Linked DNA regions of Xenopus tropicalis: region 1 is linked to region 2. Evidence: chromatin contacts called from public Hi-C data. All regions are on one chromosome and are shown on one strand. Each heading gives the region's core, a stretch centred on a gene start, on an enhancer-like site or on the middle of the called end of the contact. The rest is flanking DNA. Distances are from core to core; before and after follow the strand shown.

Evidence for each region. Hi-C and Micro-C count contacts between places; a contact is called where the count stands out from the background.
Region 1: a contact with region 2 is called in a Hi-C map of neurula embryo, with 2.1 times the contacts expected there. The contact joins the promoter of prkag2 here to the enhancer-like site in region 2. A contact is called at or near these places in 3 of 5 Hi-C or Micro-C datasets (brain, neurula embryo and tailbud embryo).

What each region holds. Positions count from the first base shown.
Region 1 is chr6:14,501,368-14,505,306 of UCB_Xtro_10.0, forward strand. It overlaps prkag2 (protein kinase, AMP-activated, gamma 2 non-catalytic subunit), which reads right to left and starts at 2,467. Exons shown (of 12, transcript NM_001127939.1): 1 at 2,426-2,467. The coding sequence starts at 2,456.
Region 2 is chr6:14,464,480-14,467,989 of UCB_Xtro_10.0, forward strand. prkag2 (protein kinase, AMP-activated, gamma 2 non-catalytic subunit) reads right to left here. Exons shown (of 12, transcript NM_001127939.1): 6 at 3,393-3,447. Among named protein-coding and RNA genes, the nearest start is that of rheb, 15 kb to the left of the region's middle. Within about 2 kb of position 2,067, at least 2 of the 11 cell types and tissues checked have an H3K27ac peak or open chromatin away from gene starts, as enhancers often do.

The DNA.
Region 1 (3,939 bases), core at 1,217-3,716, 37 kb after region 2:
ATAGTAGGGAGAGATGGTGCCTATAGTAGCAATGGGGGGATAATAGCCTCTGGGAAGGGACTGGGGCTGTGGGATAGCAGGTATAGTAGGGAGAGATGGTGCCTATAGTAGCAGTGGGGGGATAATAGCCTCTGGGAAGGGACTGGGGCTGTGGGATAGCAGGTATAGTAGGGAGAGATGGTGCCTATAGTAGCAGAGGGGGGATAATAGCCTCTGGGAAGGGACTGGGGCTGTGGGATAGCAGGTATAGTAGGGAGAGATGGTGCCTATAGTAGCAGTGGGATAATAGCCTCTGGGAAGGGACTGTGGCTGTGGGATAGCAGGTATAGTAGGGAGAGATGGTGCCTATAGTAGCAGTGGGGGGATAATGGCCTCTGGGAAGGGACTGGGGCTGTGGGATAGCAGGTATAGTAGGGAGAGATGGTGCCTATAGTAGCAGTGAGGGGATAATAGCCTCTGGGAAGGGACTGGGGCTGTGGGATAGCAGGTATAGTAGGGAGAGATGGTGCCTATAGTAGCAGTGGGGGGATAATAGCCTCTGGGAAGGGACTGGGGCTGTGGGATAGCAGGTATAGTAGGGAGAGATGGTGCCTATAGTAGCAGTGGGATAATAGCCTCTGGGAAGGGACTGGGGCTGTGGGATAGCAGGTATAGTAGGGAGAGATGGTGCCTATAGTAGCAGTGGGGGGATAATAGCCTCTGGGAGTACAGGGCCACAGGTTTGTAGTTCAACATTAACTAAAGCGCTACAGATGAGCCTCACAATCTTATTTTTAACACTGATGAATATGCAAATTCCATATAGATTACAAGCTCTAAAGAACAAACAATATTATGTATAGAGGCACAGAGAGGCACAGAGAGGCACACCTATGTGCAGTGCAGCAGAATTAGTCTCAGACATTTGGTGATTTGTGATTGTCATTAGCCTATATAAGGGAGGGCAGTATATGCCATAGAGCTGATATAGATATATTGTGTATTTTAGGAGATGTGAGTCTTTTATTCTTCCTACCTACCTAGCAGTTCACTCACTATCTGTTCTCACTACCAGACAGCAGTTTGCTGACAGCAAGTCAGGCTAATGACAAGGGGGTAGCCCAGGAACAGGGGAGGGGGGTAGCCCAGGAACAGGGGAGGCGGTAGCCCTGAAACAGGGGAGGCGGTAGCCCTGAAACAGGGGAGGCGGTAGCCCTGAAACAGGGGAGGCGGTAGCCCTGAAACAGGGGAGGAGGGTAGCCCTGAAACAGGGGAGGAGGGTAGCCCTGAAACAGGGGAGGAGGGTAGCCCTGAAACAGGGGAGGAGGGTAGCCCTGAAACAGGGGAGGAGGGTAGCCCTGAAACAGGGGAGGAGGGTAGCCCTGAAACAGGGGAGGAGGGTAGCCCTGAAACAGGGGGAGGAGGGTAGCCCTGAAACAGGGGAGGAGGGTAGCCCTGAAACAGGGGAGGGGGTAGCCCTGAAACAGAGGAGGAGGGTAGCCCTGAAACAGGGGAGGAGGGTAGCCCTGAAACAGGGGAGGAGGGTAGCCCTGAAACAGGGGAGGAGGGTAGCACTGAAACAGGGGAGGCGGTAGCCATGAAACAGGGAAGGGGGGTAGCCCTGAAAAAGGGGAGGGGGTAGCCCTGAAACAGGGGAGGGGGGTAGCCCTGAAAAGGGGAGGGGGGTAGCCCTGAAACAGGGGAGGGGGGTAGCCCAGGAACAGGGGAGGGGGGTAGCCCAGACACAAGGGAGGGGGGAGCCCAGGAACAGGGGAGGGGGGAAGCCCATACACAAGGGAGGGGGGAGCCCAGGAACAGGGGAGGGGGGAGCGCAAGGAACAGGGGAGGGGGGGAGCGCAGGAACAGGGGAGGGGGGGAGCCCAGGAACAGGGGAGGGGGGGAGCCCAGGAACAGGGGAGGGGGGGAGCCAGGAACAGGGGAGGGGGGAGCCCAGGAACAGGGGAGGGGGGAAGCCCAGACACAAGGGAGGGGGGAGCCCAGGAACAGGGGAGGGGGGGAGCCCAGGAACAGGGGAGGGGGGGAGCCCAGGGAACAGGGGAGGGGGGAAGCCCAGACACAAGGGAGGGGGGAGCCCAGACACAAGGGAGGGGGGAGCCCAGGAACAGGGGAGGGGGGGAGCCCAGGAACAGGGGAGGGGGGGAGCCCAGGAACAGGGGAGGGGGGAGCCCAGACACAAGGGAGGGGGGAACCCAGGAACAGGGGAGGGGGGAGCCCAGGAACAGGGGAGGGGGGGAGCCCAGACACAAGGGAGGGGGGAACCCAGGAACAGGGGAGGGGGGGAGCCCAGACACAAGGGAGGGGGGAGCCCAGGAACAGGGGAGGGGGGAGCCCAGACACAAGGGAGGGGGGGAGCCCAGGAACAGGGGAGGGGGCAACCTTCTATGGAGGCAGGTAAAGGTAGATATAAGGGCTGATGGTCTCCTACCTTCATCTTCCAGCTCTAGTTTCTCCAGCATGCCTTCAGTGGTGCTTTGAGCCTGTGTGAGAAGGCAGAGAAAAGGGGATGAACATTCAGGCAGGGGAAGAGGAGAAACAGCAAAGGGGAAGGGACCACCAATTATTGCCTCTGCTTCTCCCTTCACACACTCATACACACACCGATCAGCCAGCGTCCCTCCCTCACTCCTCATTTGATTGGCCATTAGTCAGAAAAAGGGCACGACCAGCAACACCGCGCCTCCTCTCATTGGCCAGCTGACGGGTTGGAAGCCGACGACCAATCAGCAAGCGCAATGCGAGAGTCTCCGCCCTGTTTCTGCGGTGAGAGAAGCTGAGGCGCCTGGCTGCTGTCAGTGCGTATGTAGTAGGGCAGCAGTTACGGTGTAATCAAACCTGTAGCCGGTACTACACGTATATCGTCAGATACTAATAAAACTAGTACCCTTACTGCTGAACGTTGTAGTTCCCAACGCATATACAAAGGCTATTCCGACATCCCTAGCTTAGTAAACGCCCCCAGCCAAAGCGCTGATGTAACGAAACAATTAAAATATGTGAGGTATAATGACATAACTTTTACTCTCAAGCGCCTGTAAAATACCCACAAACCCCTGCCAGCCCCAGATACCCTATAGAATATTAGTTTTATTTCATAATCTTGTTTGAGGCAGGGTTCTTGCTACCCCATAAACACAAAGCTAAAACAAAACACCGGTGTTGCTTTATTCGGCCTAGAGGTTGTTTACATGAAACCACAGATGCTATTTATGCTTGTTGACATTAAAATAGAGATTTTATCTAAGCTTATTGACAATAGATTTTATCTCTAAACCCTTTCATTACATGCTTGTAGGAATACAAGCTGAGGAATATGTTGGCACAAATACATGTTAATAAATAATTACACACAAAAATACAAATCTTATGGGCACGTAACTATATATCCCTAACAGGATAATAGCATTCTTTATCCCTGGCCTTGGTTTTTAAAACTGACCAAGTGCCCAGAAGTATTTAAATGATGGCCACTATTCAGTTCTTAGTTTTTGCACTTCTGCATTACTCGGAAAGATAAGCATCAGGTGTGAAGGGGAAGCGGCATCCGAATGGCCGCCTCGGGGCAGCATAGACCCCAGAAATGCCCCTGCATCAGCCAATTACATTTTCAAACCTTTCTGAGGTAATAATATCTAATATCTGCGTAGCATGCAGGGTCGGACTGTGCCGCCAGGACACCGGGAAAAATCCCGGTCGGCCCAGACCCGACCCATGCCAGCGCTCCCCTGATGCGTTAAATTTATGCACGCTCAGGGGAGAACGATGGTGGGGGACCCTGCGGGGGGATGGTGGTTAGGGGGCGTGGCCGACGGGGCACCTACTGGGCCCCTGGGGCGGGATCCCCGTTGGGCCCTGTACCCCCCAGTCCGACCCTGGTAGCATGGATATCAGCTTAGGCCAGTGGCTCTCCACCTTCCTAATGCCGCGACCCTTTAATACAGT
Region 2 (3,510 bases), core at 817-3,316:
CTGTAGAGGAAACAAGAAGAGATAAGGGTAATTAGTGCAGGTAAAGCACAGCGTGGGAGTGCAGCCAGCACCCAGTGTAACCCATATGAGCGTAACACAAACACACCCATTGGCTGGGACGACACGGGTCACACAGTTACATAACGCTCATTCAAACATTCCCTTTCTCAGGCCGCAAGGTGCCCAAACAATTACGCAATATTACCTGTGTGTGTGGGAGTCACCTGACTATGACTAAAGACCATGTGATTTCATGGCACATGATGCGTAAAGCAATAGCAGTGACATCAGCGGCGCGTGACCCTTTCTGGAAACACATGGCACAACATTCTTTAGATTACACGTAGAACCTCGCTGTCACCTGTTCAGCTGCATCTCTTTATTTTCCAAAGTTAAGCAATGAGGCCATTTTTTTCCAATAGGTATTAAAGGGTCACTGTTTTTTCCCCCCCAGCAGCTCCCAAATTGGATCTTCTCTTTTGAGTGTCAGTGGCACTGCACATGCTCAGTGGGCTCTGGGCTGTTGTTGGAAAGCTAAGCTTAGGGGTTGTTGGAGATGATAAAGAGTAAAATTATATAACAATACCTGATCGAACTTAATTTTTAACTTTAAAGTCTGATGCAGAATGCACTGGTTTTGAGCTGCCATGTAATATGAATCTGATTTAATTACTAATTAGCCTTCTATACACAGTATATTGTGAGTGGGTCCCTAAGCTCAGGTTAGTGACAAAAGCACAGAGCATGTGCAGTGGAATCAGCAGAAAAGCAGATGGGGGGCTACTGGTAGCACAAATCTGCCCTGCTAAAGGGCTGTGGGGGCCTTGGGCTGGTACAGAACTCCAAACTATAATGTGCAGCATTTCTAGCCTAAAGGTCCCCATACATGGGCCGATAGTAGCTGCCGATATCAATCCCTTAGACAGATTCGGCAGCTAATCGGCCCGTGTATGGGCACTTCCGATGGCCTGCCCGACCGATATCTGGCCTGGAATCGAGCAGATCTTGATCGGCCAGGTTAGAAATTCTAGTCGGATTGGGGACCGCAACGACTCGTTGACCGGGCCAGACCGACTTTACCTATACCCATCATTATAATTCGATCTTTAGGCCCCTGGCGTCATCGCCAAGCGAGCGGATCTGCCGGTGTATGGGGACCTTTATTCTTTAATAAGCACCTTTTTAACAAACTAGCATCAAGCTGATCTTAGTCTAATTTGGGTAACCACAAGGTGCCAAACTTGGCTGATCCAATCACTTAACCCCCAGCCCTATGCAGGCCAATTGAGAAAAGACTCCATCAACATTGCAGCCCTCACCCAATGGGATTTTTAAGATCAGGCATGCCATTGGCTGCCCCCATACTCAAGTCAGTAAAGCTAGCCACAAACATAAAAATCAGCTCATTTGGTGAAGTCGCCAAGTGGGCGGATCTTTCCCCCGATATGCCCTCCTAATTTGGGAGATATTGTGCTTTTCAGATGGTTTGGCCCTTTGGTCAAAAGATCAAGTTACGATAATGGGAATATGAGCCGTCGGAGCTGATGTGGTCCTTGATCTGATGGAAGAATCAAACATGCCCGACTGACTTCTGGCCAATATTCGTTGATATATCAGTCAGAAAGGCCTGTCTGAGGGCCCCTTACATGGGCAGATGCCAAATTGAAAGACCCAGATTAAATCTGCCCCTGTATGGCCACCTTTACCCACCTCTAGTCTGAGTTGTCAGTTTAATTAACCCCGTGTATGGCCAGCTTCAGCAACACCACGGTTACATAAAAAGATGTTTCCTTACAATTATTAGAAGATTGTTCGCTGTCACACAAAATGATGCGGAGAAAACAGTGATGAACTTCCGCAGCCAATGGATAAGAATGTTGTGCTGTCTAATTCATTTGGCATTAGTAAGAGGCAAACAAAGGCAAAATTAAAGCCACTTGTATTTATGTAAATCATGTTTGATTAAATCACAATGACTGCCGTCCTGCGGCAACAAAACAAGATTAGCCGAATGTATCCTGTAAAATCTCGTTAGCAAATAACCTCGGCTAATGCAGCCTGAAATGGTACAATGAGAGCGCAATCAGTGCCAGTGGGTATGGCCAATTACATTGGCAGGTACTTCTGCATTACACAAACATTAAAAGCCAAATCACTAATTACATTTATTTTATACATTACGTACCCTCCCTTTGTAGCGCTACCAGTGTCTGTCTTGCCTAGCATAAAACAGAAGCAGAGCTAAAGTTTCCCTATGAATGAGTGACCCCAGTGCTTGAATGCAGGAACCCAATTTTTCATAGGACAGCCTTTAGGCCGAAGACACAAAGGGCGTTTAGTTGCCGCAACTTTTTTAAAAACCTCAGTGACTAATCGTAGCAATTTAGCGCCCATAGACTAGCATATGAGTCGCCACTACCAGTTGCGTGAATAAGACATTCTATAACATACTAAACGTTAACTTTAACGTGAGGGTGAAGACGCACAGAGCTACTAGTAGCAGCTACTTGTCGTGGCTACTAAAATAGACAATGCTGATCATTTACTGATAACTGTCTCTACGTGAGTTTTAGCAGAGGCAATTTGCAGTATTGTCTATGGCAGGGGATTTTCTGGTGTTTAGTAGCCATGAAAAAGTAGCTGCTACTAGTAGCTTGTGTGTCTTCACCCTTAGGATGAAGACACACAGAGCTTATAGTAGCAGCTATAGAAACAGACAATGCTGATCATTTACTGATAATTGTCTCTACGTGTGTTTTAGCAGAGCCAATTTTCAATATTGTCTATGGCAGGGGATTTTCTGGCGTTTAGTAGCCGTGACAAGTAGCTGCTACTAAGTAGTTCTGTGTCTCTTCACCCTAAAGGGGTGGTTCAAGTTTAAGTTAACGTTGAGTATGTTATAGAATGTCCTATACCTGCAATTGGTCTTCATTATTTATTTCTATAGTTTTCCTTCTTTTTATAGCTTTCAGATGTGGGGGTCACTGACCCCAGCATTCAAACTATTGCTCTGCGAGATTATAATTTTATGGTTACTTTTTATGACTTATCTTCCTATTCAGTCCTTAATAGATAGGTCCTTTCATACAGACAAGGAGGAGTAGTAAGGACACTGCTTCCTGGATTCTGTACAAGAGGAACATTTAGTTTGCTGTCCTTCAGCAGATTCTGAAATCTTAGTGGGTGCTGAAGAATGAAACCATGACAGAACCATGGCTATGGGGGAGCCGACTGTAACAAGCAGTTTGTAGGAGATGTTCCTCACATCCATGTAAGAGTTGCCCTCACTAATTCAGCTATAGTCATGTGACCTTGAAGTGCAATGTTCTTTAACCAGCCGGAGCCTGCTCTGCCAAGGTAATGCTTAGTATTCATGGAAATTGAAATCTTACCTTGCATCTGGAAATATGTTCACTAGAGGCTTGAACGTCTCCTGTAAATACAGCTCTAAATAAAGGGCAAGAGAAGTTTCAGATTAGTGGGCGGGGTCACACATGCAACTCAGTTTGC